2 separate regions of the Mus musculus genome follow, and region 1 is linked to region 2. The links are chromatin contacts, called in public HiChIP or PLAC-seq maps. All regions are on one chromosome and are shown on one strand. The core of a region is the stretch at or near the end of the contact, and the rest is flanking DNA. Distances in the headings are between cores, read along the strand shown. Region 1 overlaps Osbpl5 (oxysterol binding protein-like 5). Region 2 overlaps Kcnq1 (potassium voltage-gated channel, subfamily Q, member 1).

What was found. HiChIP or PLAC-seq counts read pairs in DNA pulled down with a chosen protein or histone mark.
Region 1: an H3K4me3 HiChIP or PLAC-seq map of bone marrow-derived macrophages shows a contact between it and region 2, with 4 times the contacts expected there. The contact joins two enhancer-like sites. A contact is called at or near these places in 2 of 115 datasets of contacts at active chromatin or transcription factors (astrocytes and bone marrow-derived macrophages) and 1 of 9 other capture datasets (embryonic stem cells).

Annotation. Positions count from the first base shown.
Region 1 is chr7:143,710,465-143,716,108 of GRCm38.p6, reverse strand. It overlaps Osbpl5 (oxysterol binding protein-like 5), which reads left to right. Exons shown (of 22, transcript NM_001199227.1): 2 at 287-443; 3 at 2,531-2,613. The coding sequence starts at 308. Among named protein-coding and RNA genes, the nearest start is that of Osbpl5, 27 kb to the left of the region's middle. Within about 2 kb of position 3,163, at least 60 of the 459 cell types and tissues checked have an H3K27ac peak or open chromatin away from gene starts, as enhancers often do. A contact at or near this core is called in bone marrow-derived macrophages, where this site is marked.
Region 2 is chr7:143,152,309-143,158,397 of GRCm38.p6, reverse strand. All of the region lies in intron 2 of Kcnq1 (potassium voltage-gated channel, subfamily Q, member 1), which reads right to left. Among named protein-coding and RNA genes, the nearest start is that of Gm28821, 15 kb to the right of the region's middle. Within about 2 kb of position 4,362, at least 105 of the 459 cell types and tissues checked have an H3K27ac peak or open chromatin away from gene starts, as enhancers often do. A contact at or near this core is called in bone marrow-derived macrophages, where this site is marked.

The sequences.
Region 1 (5,644 bases), core at 1,914-4,413, 560 kb before region 2:
TAGGTGATATCATGGGCTAGTATGACCTGTGAGAGCACTCCTGTACCTTCTCACTGTTCAGGACTTTGAGTCTTGGGACCACAGACACTCAGGCAGGGCCAGAAACCTCATATGTCCTAAAAATAGAACAAGCAGACCCCAGGGACACCCAGCCTCCTGTTATCTTGCCTCCTCACTCTTCGGGGCCACCTGGTCTGCCCTCCCTTGACCTCTCTGTGGACATACCAGAACACTCCCCCTAGCCTTAGATGAGGTCTGACCATATGTCCCTGCTTCTTCCTTTCAGAAGCCCCCCAGCACCCACACCATGAAGGAGGAGGCCTTTCTCCGGCGCCGTTTCTCGCTGTGTCCACCAGCTTCTACTCCACAGAAGACTGACCCCCGGAAAGTCCCACGGAACCTGCTTCTGGGCTGCGAAAATGAGCTTGGTCCCATCACCCCAGGTTGGTACAAGCCATGGGGATCTGGGGTCCTCCTGGCTCTGCAGTTTGAGAGTTTAGCTAGTGTTCCACCCCATCTAGTACCTTCATGGCCAGTGAGAGAGTCACACAAATGGGACTATGATTGTTGTGGGCAAAGGGTTCACAGCACACTGAAGGACCATGTCTGCTGGTGAGGTTCTAACTTAGAGATGATAAAGATCAGTTATCCCAAACACTGGCTGTGGGGACAGGCACCTGACCCTAGCCCTGCTGTCATGGCTAAGTACCTGCAGACCACTTACTGGGGCTCAGTTTACTTGTTAATAAAATGGAGACATCAGCACCTTCCCAAGCAGTCCTGAATCCTAGGAAGAAACATTTCAGTCCATGCTACTTCCATGCCACTTGTGGATAAAGTTCTGGGTCCTGGAATCTGGGCCCCACCACAAAGAATGTTCTGATGGACTCCAGGCCCGTCCACCCAGGTTAGAGCCCTCTCTAGCCTGTGGGTGGCAGTGGCATTAGAGAACTTAGCCCTTCCTTTTGGGAATGGAAGATGGGATTATACTGCTCCAGTGGACTTCAGCCCTGCCTTCCCCTCTTCCCTCTTCTACCTTCCACTGCTGGATACCCAGTGTGGAGAAGACACCAGCCCTCCGTGAGGACAGGCGGAAGGCCGTGACAGGGAAGGAGAGCTAGAAGTCATGTCAACAATCTCAGCCACCAGAAGGGGAAACTGAGGCTGGATGGGGAGGGCACTCTGGACAGTCACTGGGATACAAGGAAGGTTGATACCTAGTGGCCCGTGGCCCTCACTCACCTAGGCTGCAGGAACAGGCGAGGAGAGGATCGATTGATCAATTGATCGATTGATCGATCGATGGGTCCCAGTAGGGGAGGTGGGAAGGAAAGGTGGGAATGGCAAGCTTCAGTTAGTGATCATTTTCTGGAATCTTGAGCTGTAGGACAACTGGCTGGGCCATGTAAGGACTGGGAGGCTCCAGGCCTTCTTCAGAGAATGGAAGCGATGACAGGTTCCCGGAGCAGGGGTGTGCACAGGATATGTATGGTGGAAAGAGCAGAGCTAGTGCTGGCCTGTCTCACCTGACGTGACACCTCTGCTCACCCCTCCCTACCCAGAGTCCACCTTCCCGCATGTGGCCTCTGAGAGTGGACAGCTGCCCATCCCCACCCCAGCTCCAAGGTCTGAGTCAGGGGGCTGTATGGGCAGAGAGTAGTAGTTCCTGAAACTTGGTCACATGGGGGGGTCACCAGACTGGGATGTTAGGTGACCTCAAGTGGTTGCTGCTCTCTGACCTGTAGGTAGAAATACTTTCTTGGGTCACCACCCTGGCTTTTCCGGAGAGAATATCTCTACTGCTCAGCTCCACCCAGCCCTTCCCAGAGCTCTTGGGAAGTGGTTTGCAGAGCCCCCAGCCTCCCAGCTGTTCCTTCCCGTCATACCCATCCCTGGCCTGTAGCTTCAACAGGAAGAGTTACCACCACCACCACCACCACCACCACCACCACCACAGATTCATGGCCTCTGTTCTAAATCATAGGCCCTTCACCCGCATCAGCAAGGGAGAGCGGTCAAATCACACTTGGGACTGGCTTTGGACCACCCCACTATTCATTCTCTCTCTCTCTCTCTCTCTCTCTCTCTCTCTCCTTTAAGCTACAGAGAACAGGGAGGCCAGGCAGGGGTCCTGGTGCCAAGCCTTCCTCCCACCTCTTCATCTAATCTGGAGCAAGACTATGGAACTGCCAGAGTTGTGTATTTTGTGCCTCTGAACCTGGGCGCCATGTTTCCTTGGAGATCCAAGAGCCTAAGTCTCTCTCTCTCTCTCTCTCTCTCTCTCTCTCTCTCTCTCTCACACACACACACACACACACACACACCCCTGGCCCAACTGCCCTTGTTTCCTCTAGCTCCTCCCCTGTTTCCTCTCAGTGGTTGTGAGTGCTGACCAGAGCCCCTGGGACCCTTTACTGAAGCTCACTCCACCTCTCAGAGCCACACCACTCTTGTGGCTTCCTGCCCCTCCCAGGCAGCCTTTATAGTGCACTTTTGCCTCTCTGAGTCCTGCCTACCCACTGTCTTCCAGGAAGGGACATGGAGTCCAACGGCCCATCACAACCCAGAGATGAAGAGCCCCAGACCCCAGGCTCCGCCACGAAGGTGCCACTGGTAAGAGCCAGGCTGAGGGAGGGCCAGGAGGCAGGGAGCCTAGGTCAAGGGACAGCGGGGTGCTGGCTGAACCTGAGGTCCCCATACTTAGATGAGGAAAGGCGTCAGCTCTCAGGCTGCCCGCTATCTGCATGGGGTTCAGGCAGCTGTGTCTCTTGTTTTATTAGGTGCTTAGCATAGCCCAGTGAACCTGAAAATGGGACTCCTGCCAGCCAGGACTATTTGGGGAGAAGGAAGCCCCTCTGCTTAGGGAGACCTTCCAAGCTATTAGATTTCGTTCTTCCTTCCACACTCTGCTGTCCCCTCTGCTGCCACTTCCCGGTGGTTTCCACTCTTCAGCTGTAGTAAACAGCTGCTGTGGGTACCCATGTGCATATGTATCTGGGCTACAGTCCTTTGTGAAGTTGCCAAGTACTAAGGCAATTATGGACTTCTAAAACATTCTGTGTTTAATTTTTGAAGAACTGTTAAACTCCCGTGCACTTAGTGAACACCGGCACAACACAGGTTGCCCTCCCTCAGTCCTCCCCAGCCAGCACTGGTGGTTTCTATTCTGTTTTGACTCTAGCCTTCCTGATTGGCATCTCAGTGTGGTTCGGTTTCCGGGTTGACTCAGCTCAGCATGGCATCATGTGCATCTGCAAATCTTTCACTTATCTCCTGATCGGGTTGTCCATTTTTTTCTTGTTGTGTTGCAAGCGTTCTTTATATATTCTGAATCCTCAGCCCTTCTCAGATGTGTGGTTTGTAAATGCTTTCTCTCATTTGGAGGTTGTTTCAATTACAGTTTCTTATCTTATTATAGGTATGTGTGGTATGTGTAGTTTGCATGGTATAGGTGGTGTGTGTGCATGCACGGGGAGACCTGAAGCCGATATCAGGTTGTTCTCTATTGCTTTCCATTCTATTTATGGAGGCACGATCTCTCCCTGGTAACAATTCTGGCTAGTCTTGCTAGCCAGCCCACTCCAGAATCCCGACTCTACCCCTCAATTGTTGGGATTACAAGTGGTCACAACATCTGCCCTGCTTTTACACGGCTTGTTTCTAGGGATCCAAACTCTAGCCTGCACGCATGTATGGCAAGTGCTTTACCCACTGAGTCTCCAATTTCAGCTTTTAAGTCATTTTTATAGGCTGCGGAGTTCCAGGAAGATTTCAAAATCCCCACTTCTGAAGGACCGTCCCATTTCCTAAGTGTTCCTGTGTTGCCAGGGATACATGAGGACACACAAGTGTCTGGGGGTCTCTGGTGTGCAGGCAACATGCCAAGCACAGCCTGCTGGGGGAATCCCTTCTGCAGTGCCCAGCAGGCTCTCTGCTGACTTGACCACTCCCTCAGAGCGGCCTTGGCCTTGCCTCCCAGGATGCAGTGGCTGCTCTGCCCCAGGCCCCTGGCTTGCCTTCCTTCTTCCTCTGTGGCCTAAAACAAGCACAGCTGGTTCAGGCCAGTCTGGTGAAAAGCTGGCGGCAGAGGTCAGTCTCACGGCTGTAAATAGTGTAAATAATCAGATTGACTTATTCTATGTGTGGATGTTTTGCCTCTGTAGCACCTGCATGCCTGGTAGTCTAGGAGGCCAGAAGACAGCATCAGATCTCCTGGAACTGGAGTTACAGAGGATTGTGAGCCACAAAGTAGATGCTGGGAATCGAACCTGTGTCCTCTAAAGGGCTCTTAACCACTGAGTCCTATCTTCCTGTGAATAGTATTATTGGGCCGAAGACATGGCTCAGGCACTGAAGGCTAGGCTCACCATCAGACTAGTGTTTCAAGTGAAACCATCCTGTTATTTGTCCATCTCTTCATAGTTCTTGACAAACACCAGCTGCTAGTCTGAGCAGGAGCTGAGTTAGCTGCCCCACAAGGGTGCTCGGACAAACAGCTCACCACAGAACTGGCTGTGAGCTTGAACTGTCTAAACCCTGAGCATGTCACCACCCCTGTGGTCAGAGCTGTCCTCGTTCTGGGCAGGCCACTCGGGGACTGAGGAAGAGAAATGTGGAGAGAGAGGATCGGGTCAGGCTGAGGAGCAGTCCGCAGAGTCCTAACAGGGCCTGTCCCTAGAGGCCTGCTACCTGACACATGCTCATCACTATTCTCAGCTCGAGACTGCTTCTGCGCAGCCCCCAGCCCCCAGCACTCCCTCTGGCCATCTGTAATGTCCCTATGTAGCTAAGAGGATGCTGCTCTGAAGGGGGACTACCAGGTTCAGTCCCAGCTTGGCTTCTTATTTGCTACATTGTTGCTTCTGAGCCTTGCTGTGCCAGCCTCGGGTAATACCAGTGACTTGAGCTGCTTGCTGTGATTGGTTTGTTTGTCTCTGAGACAGGGTCTTCTTACTGGGTAGCCTTGGCTGGTCTGGAATTCATTATGCAGACCAAGCTAGCCTTCAGCTCACAGAGATCAGCCTCTTTTTGCCTCCTGAGTGCTAGAATTAGAGGCATGTAAGCATTTAATGTGCATGTATAAGCCAATGAGACAGCTCAATAGGTATTGCCAGCATGCCCGATGACCCGAGTTCAATCACTGGAATCCACACTGTAAGAGAGAGCTTACTCCTGCAAGTTGTCTTTGAGTTACACACACAGCTGCAGTTCCCAACTGTGCCTTCTGTCCATAGCTGAGTTCTGGGCCTTTGCTCTCACTGTAGACACTTATGACATTCAATAACAGTAACCTCCTCCGTTAGAAATGGTCCCCTTCCAGCTGTTCTCAAAGGCACAGCACTTGAATTCTTTAGGGCTACTGTCTTCCCACCCTGTCACAGAGTTGGGGAGGGAGCAGCCATCCACAGATCAGGGGCCTTGGTAATACCGAGGCAAACACACATGGTCTGAAATGGGGGTAGGGTGCAGCCTCATTCCCAGGGCCAGCTTCTCAGTGAGTTCAAACAGCATGTGTCAGCTTGCCAGGATCACATACATTACACCTGTAGAACCCAGGGACACATCAGCAGGTGGCATGTGGGGTTTGGGGCACAGTTTGCCATCCCCAAACTGTGGCTTTTAGACCATGTTCAGGCTCCACACC
Region 2 (6,089 bases), core at 3,113-5,612:
TGAGACCCTGCTGCCAAGCACATGCTTCTCTTCCCCTTTGGGCTCAGAGTCACCAGGAAAGGGTGTGGAGAAGAGCCTGGAGGGAGAGAAACAGGAAGCAGGCCCTGCAAACCCAGGTAGGCCATGGCTTTGCACCTACAGAGCCAACCACAGGCAGGCCCTGCCTGCATTCGCGCCACCCTGCCTGGAAGCCTCCAACTAATCCCCACATGCCAGGTAGCGAGGAATGGGTGGCATCCTTCTAGAAGGTTCCCACCATGTCTTACTGTCCTCTCCTTCTGCCCCAGGCTCCTCAGGATTTTATCCGGTTCTGAACAAATGTGCTACGTGACGATTCTTGCCACTGCACACGGCTCGCTCTGGTTTCACAGAGGATGCAGACACCAGAGCTATGTCCTGCAAGACCCTCCACGCTAAGGCCTAGGAGGCTCAGGAAATCTGGTGGCAGCTGAGGATGCTGGCTTTCCTGCTCTTACAGTGTGCAGGCCTTGTAAAAGGAAGCCGCTGCCTCCAGGGCAGGGTGATGGCCAGTTTAAACCCCATAAACCTGAGGACCTAGGATCCATGGCTCCTAAACTGTGTCCACTGTGATAGAGAAGGCCTGACCTGCCATTTCCACCCTCCCAGATATGTCCCATGCATCCTACTTTCAAAAATAAAAGCAATAAAAGGAAAGGAAGAGAAAAGCTGTATTTCAGTTTACAATTCCAAGTTACAGTCCATTGTTGCGGGGAAGTCCAAGTGGGAACTTCAGTCAGAGTCGAGAGCAGAGTGCAAAGAATGCATACTTGCTTGCTTGCTTGCTTGTGCTCAGCTTCAGTTCTCCCCTACCAGTCAGACCAAGAGGTCCTACCATCCACAGTGGGCTTCCCACATCAATTAACTTAGTTAAGACAATTACCCCACAAACACACCCACAGATCAGCCCAATGCAGACCATCCCCCACTGGGAGTCTTTCCAAGCAATCCTAGGTTTGTTGAGTTGACCATTAAAGCCAACTATTACAGTAACGAGGGAGAGCGCCTTCTTCTAGGAGCATACACTGACTTTCTAAAGATAAGGGACAGGGACATAGTCCCAGCATCTTTGGAAAGCCCCACAAGATGTATTTAAAGAGAGAGAAAAGTGACACAGATGGAGTAGAGAAAACCACCTAGTGGCCCCAGGCAGAGTCATCTGAAGTGGCATGAACTAAGAACAAGTGTCGTGTGTGTCAACATGGAAATACAGAAGAAAGACACTGTGAAACCAAAGTATCCACAAGCCATCCTGAGCCGCAAAGACCAGTGTGGGACAGTGCAGCACACCCATGTGGTCCAGACACATTTGCAACTTAAGTGCCATTTTAGTGTCCATGGATCATTAGAAACCAAGAGGGTCAGGAGTTCAAGGCCATTCAAAGTTGCCAGATGTGGTGGCACATGCCTCCAATCTCAGCACTAGGGAGGCAGGGGCAGGTAGAGCTCTTTGAGTTTGGAGCCACTCTGAACTACACAAGGTGTTGTCTCAGAACGACAACAACAACAATAAAATAAAGCATACCAGCAACCACCATTCTGCACATTCTCCTTCTGAACAGAATGAGGATTGGACAACTTTCTCGAAGGCCATAAAACACGTGCTGTAGGTTTTAAGGGCCACACAGTCTCTATCCTGGTTTGGAAAACAACCAACCAAACCACAGAGGAGTCCACAAGCCTGCTGGCTATGTGCTACCATGCCCTTCTTAGCCCCTAGCAGGCAGGGTTTCAGCACTCCAGCCAACCCCTACATTCTCTAGCAGCTGAAATGGAGAAGATATTGGGATCCGCCCACCGTTCCTGCCCCAGCTCATGGGCACCATAACAGCATGTGAAAGATGCTGGGCAGGTAGGAGGCAAAAGGCTTTGCTGCGCCCCAACATAGCAGGCATTTCTAGCAATCCAGCAGGACATATAAGCTCTGTGCCCAACCAGTGGGACTTTTTTTGCACAGCTTGGAGATCTTGAGGTCCTTAGAAGCAGCCCAGCCCCATCCATTCACCCATGTCACCCACCCATCCCCAGACTAGGTGTGACATCCTCCCACCTAGACTAAGCCACAGAGCAGCTGTCTTCCTGGAGAGAGGCACCAACAGTTCGGGAGAGTACCCCCAAGTCCCCCAAGCCTCTGGATGCCCTGGGGGCTACAAGCAGAGCTGAGCCCATGTCTGTTCCATTATCCCCAACAGCCCTCCAGGGACTACACGCAGATGGCATGTGGCTTCCATGTCTACAGGACCCCAAGGTGTGAGTTCTGGGTAGGAACTTGAAGCCCTTGTCCCATTAGCACACAGCCTGAAACACAGTTGGAGCTTCACAGCTACTCTCTTCCTCAATGAATGTAGGAGAAAACAACTCAATCAAAAAAGGTGGGCATCTCGTGGGGAATATCTTTTAAAGTGGCAAAATGACAGCTGGGGCAATAGGAACCTTGTGTGCTGAGGACGTAGAAAGTTCTGGTCCAGCTGGGCAGTGATGGAGCACACCTTTAATCCCAGCACTTGGGAGGCAGAGGCAGGCGAATTTCTGAGTTTGAGGCCAGCCTGGTCTACAAAGTGAGTTCCAGGACAGCCGGGGCTATACAGAGAAACCCTGTCTCGAAAAACAAAAAACAAAAAACAAAAAACAAAAAAAAAAAAAAAAAAGAAAGAAAGAAAGTAAGTTCTAGTCCTGAGAGGGACACAATGTTTCCTCAGAGGACCCAGGAGCCCAGGAGAGAGCTGGCAACACTACTGGGTACACGGTTAGCTGGACAGCATCTCTAAAGAGCCCTGAGAACTAGATCTCTCCAAGCAGGGGGCTGGGGCCCCACAGGAAGTCAGATCTTGGGCTTGGTGGTGGAAAACTCAAGCTCCCTGCTGGTCTCCTGACCTTGTGCTGCTGCAGCAGTGACTCAACCTGCAGAAGTCTTCTTCCCTCGGCTGCAAACTAGTCTTCAGGGACAGGGATAGAGTAAGCATACTGACTCTCACGAGTGCAGCTAACAGGTGTGATATTAATGCCCCCATAAGAGATCTCAGACAGAACAACAGACCAGGCAGTGGGACACATGGCCAAATACAGTGCAAGCAGCAACGGTACACTAGGTACAACCCAAGGCGTGTCTCAGCCAAAAAAACAGAACACCCGCTGTGACTCCAAGCAACAGAAGATGGAGAGCTAAGAGCAAGCTCTACAACAGATAGACCGTGAAAACAAACTAAACCAAAGCAAAACCTAGACACAGCACCAAGACATGAAGCTAGGCGCTGAATTTAACGCCAATAAAGTCTCCACTGGCAGGAAAGGGTGTGAAAACGAATGCAAGAACATGTGAGGCCCTGCTGAGTGTGAACGAGGGTCTGGGACCTGGGGAGCTGACCCTGTTCCACTTGAAAGTAGGACCCAGCAAGGGCTGTTTTAAGGGCTCAGAGAGCCCACCGGATCTCATTTTGCCCCTGGGAAACTGAGGCCTGCCAAGAGAGTTACAGAAAGCAAGGGCGGGCCAGGAAGGGTCCAGCTGCAGGGAGGTGGGTCGCCCCTGCGGGGCCAGGGAGCCTCACAGTAAGGGAGGAAACTGGAGAGATGACCTCATCCCCCAGGCCTCCGGCCGCGCGGCTCACGGGTTTTAACCGCAGGCATGGCGGGACAGTTCCCTGGTATGCGGGCTGTGGGGCTCACGGAGCTGGAGTGTGTGCTAGGACTTTTTCAATGCAGCTGTCTTTGTGTGGGATTTGAAAACAAGCTGGGGTTTGAGAGACAAAAAACAGCCCTGCACCTGGGCCTGGCCAGGGTCTCCTATTGCAAGGAGGGGTGGGTGGGTTTGGCGGCGTGCATGCACATTCAGCAGACTTGCACGTACACGGCGTGCACACACATGTGCGCCACGTCTACAGATGTACATACAGCTTGCTCTAGATTCAGAGGCCGGATTGGGGGCTGGGCGGCGGGAGGGGGGGTGTCCTCCTTGGGGCCACAAACAAGTTTCAAGGCCAAGCACACCTATAACACCCCTGATCAAAGTTCTAGCCAGACCCTGGCCTGGCAGGGCCCAGTTTTCTCCAAGAACAGCTTTTCAGACCCACAGAATATGCCTGGCTCAGCAGAATGCTTAATCCCTCGGAGGCCGCCTGGCTTCCTTGGCCCTGGCTGAGATAACAGGGCTCTGGCACCACGAAAGCCAGGCGCTGAGGCAGGAGTACCGGCGCTGGGGTTGGGGAACACAGCCTCGCGTGACTTCTTCTCCACCATTTACCCAATGTGCTCCCAGAATCCCTCACAGAGCTCCCTTGCCCTGGGCCCCCGTGGGGCACCGCGGGCTGTGGTTTGGGCTCCCGCGCTCGGCACTCTGGGCTCGGCCCAAGGGCTGCTGGAATGTGTGTTACAAGAGCGCCACCTGGTGTCTCCACAGCTCGTCAGAGGCTGCCCTGTCCTTAGCTCAAAGGCTGAAATAAACATCTTTGTTTTTCACCCAACTCCCGTCCACAGCATGTAGCAGCTGCATTCTACACTATGTCCCCCAGCCTGAGGCTCCAACAGCCATTCTCACCCTAGAGGCCTGGAATCCACAACCATGATATCTGCGTGGGCCTAGGACACATGCACCTTTCGGAGGCCATGAGCCATCTGCAACAGCACACAACTCCTCCTTACCTAACCCTTTGACCAATCATCATGTCTTCTAGGAAAATATCACCACCCTATATACAAGGTCCTTTGAGCCATACACTTCTTCACTGGTCCATATGTCCAGGCTGGACACACGCCAGCCTCACATCTGCTTCCCCAACACCATGGTCATGACTCTGAAGTAAGCCACTAGACACAGCCAGCTCAAATCCTGGAAGGTATGGCCTCTAAAGGCTAGCATGTGAGGATACAGCTTACGAACATGGCAAAGTTGGGGACAGACAATGGCTCAGCAGTTAAGATCCCTTGCTACGCTGGCAGAGGTTCTAAGTTTGGTTGGGTACGCATGTTGGGCTGTTCACAATCGTCTGTTACTCCATCTCTAGGGGATCTGCCACATTATCTTCTGGATTCTGTGGGCATTTCGAGCACACACACACACAGGAGGCGGCAGGGAGAGAGAGGCTTTAAAATAATGTGGCAAAGCCAAATGGGGAGGTTAAGACTAAAGCCAACTATACTTTCATCCCTATACTTTACAGTTGGAGACACTGAGGTTCAGGGGTATCATTGTATCCTTAGGGGGCATGCCTGGGAACAAGACTTAAAAAGAAGGGGGTTCTGTATCCTACTCCATATATACACTCTGAGCAGCCGGGGTGTTGAGCCTCCCTCTGCATAGTAGAAAAGTGTGAAAGAGATGTGAGCCTACTCAAAGAAGCCCATCATCACATCCAGGTTGCCCAGAAAAGAGCAGAGGGGAGTTCCAGAAGGGAGTGTGCAGCGTTGACCGGAGGTCAGTCCTAATAGTAGGAAAGCAACCCTGCTGGATATATATAGTGTTTGTGCAAAGGTCCTGAGGCAGTTGGGAGGGAGAGATGGGGAGGGAAGGGAGGTTTGGAGATGGGGGGGGGTGTATGCTTAAATGTGTGACACTCTGAAGACCATGAGGGAGAAATTGGAAATTATCCCAAACCACCCAGGGAGCGTCTGGGACACTCAGGTTTTTGTCCTATAAAATCTCTTCTTAGCTGTTGTGGGGCAGGGAGGGTCCAGGGAACGAGAAGGGGACAAAAGAGGTAATGAGGTCACTGCCCTCACAGTGGTGGACAAAGAGCCACTTCTGGGAAGCAGAACAGACTGGGGAGGGGCTGCCTTGGGAGTGGGGACCCGCTCACACTGAGGGAATGGAGGAGGGGTGGGTCCCACCCACGCCTGCCTTTGCTTTAGGGTTGTTGGATCTGTGTTCACAATTCCAAAAGTAGCCACAAGATGGCAAGCAGGCCCCAGAAAGAGCCTGGCCTGAGGGAGGCAGCAGAAGCCACCAGGAAAGGGAGCCTAAGCCAAAAATTACTGGGGTAACCACCCCAAGTCTGGAGCTACCAGATGAGAAATGGAGTAGGTGCATTCACAGGCCCACACACATGTGAACATGTGTTGACACATGAACATACAGTACC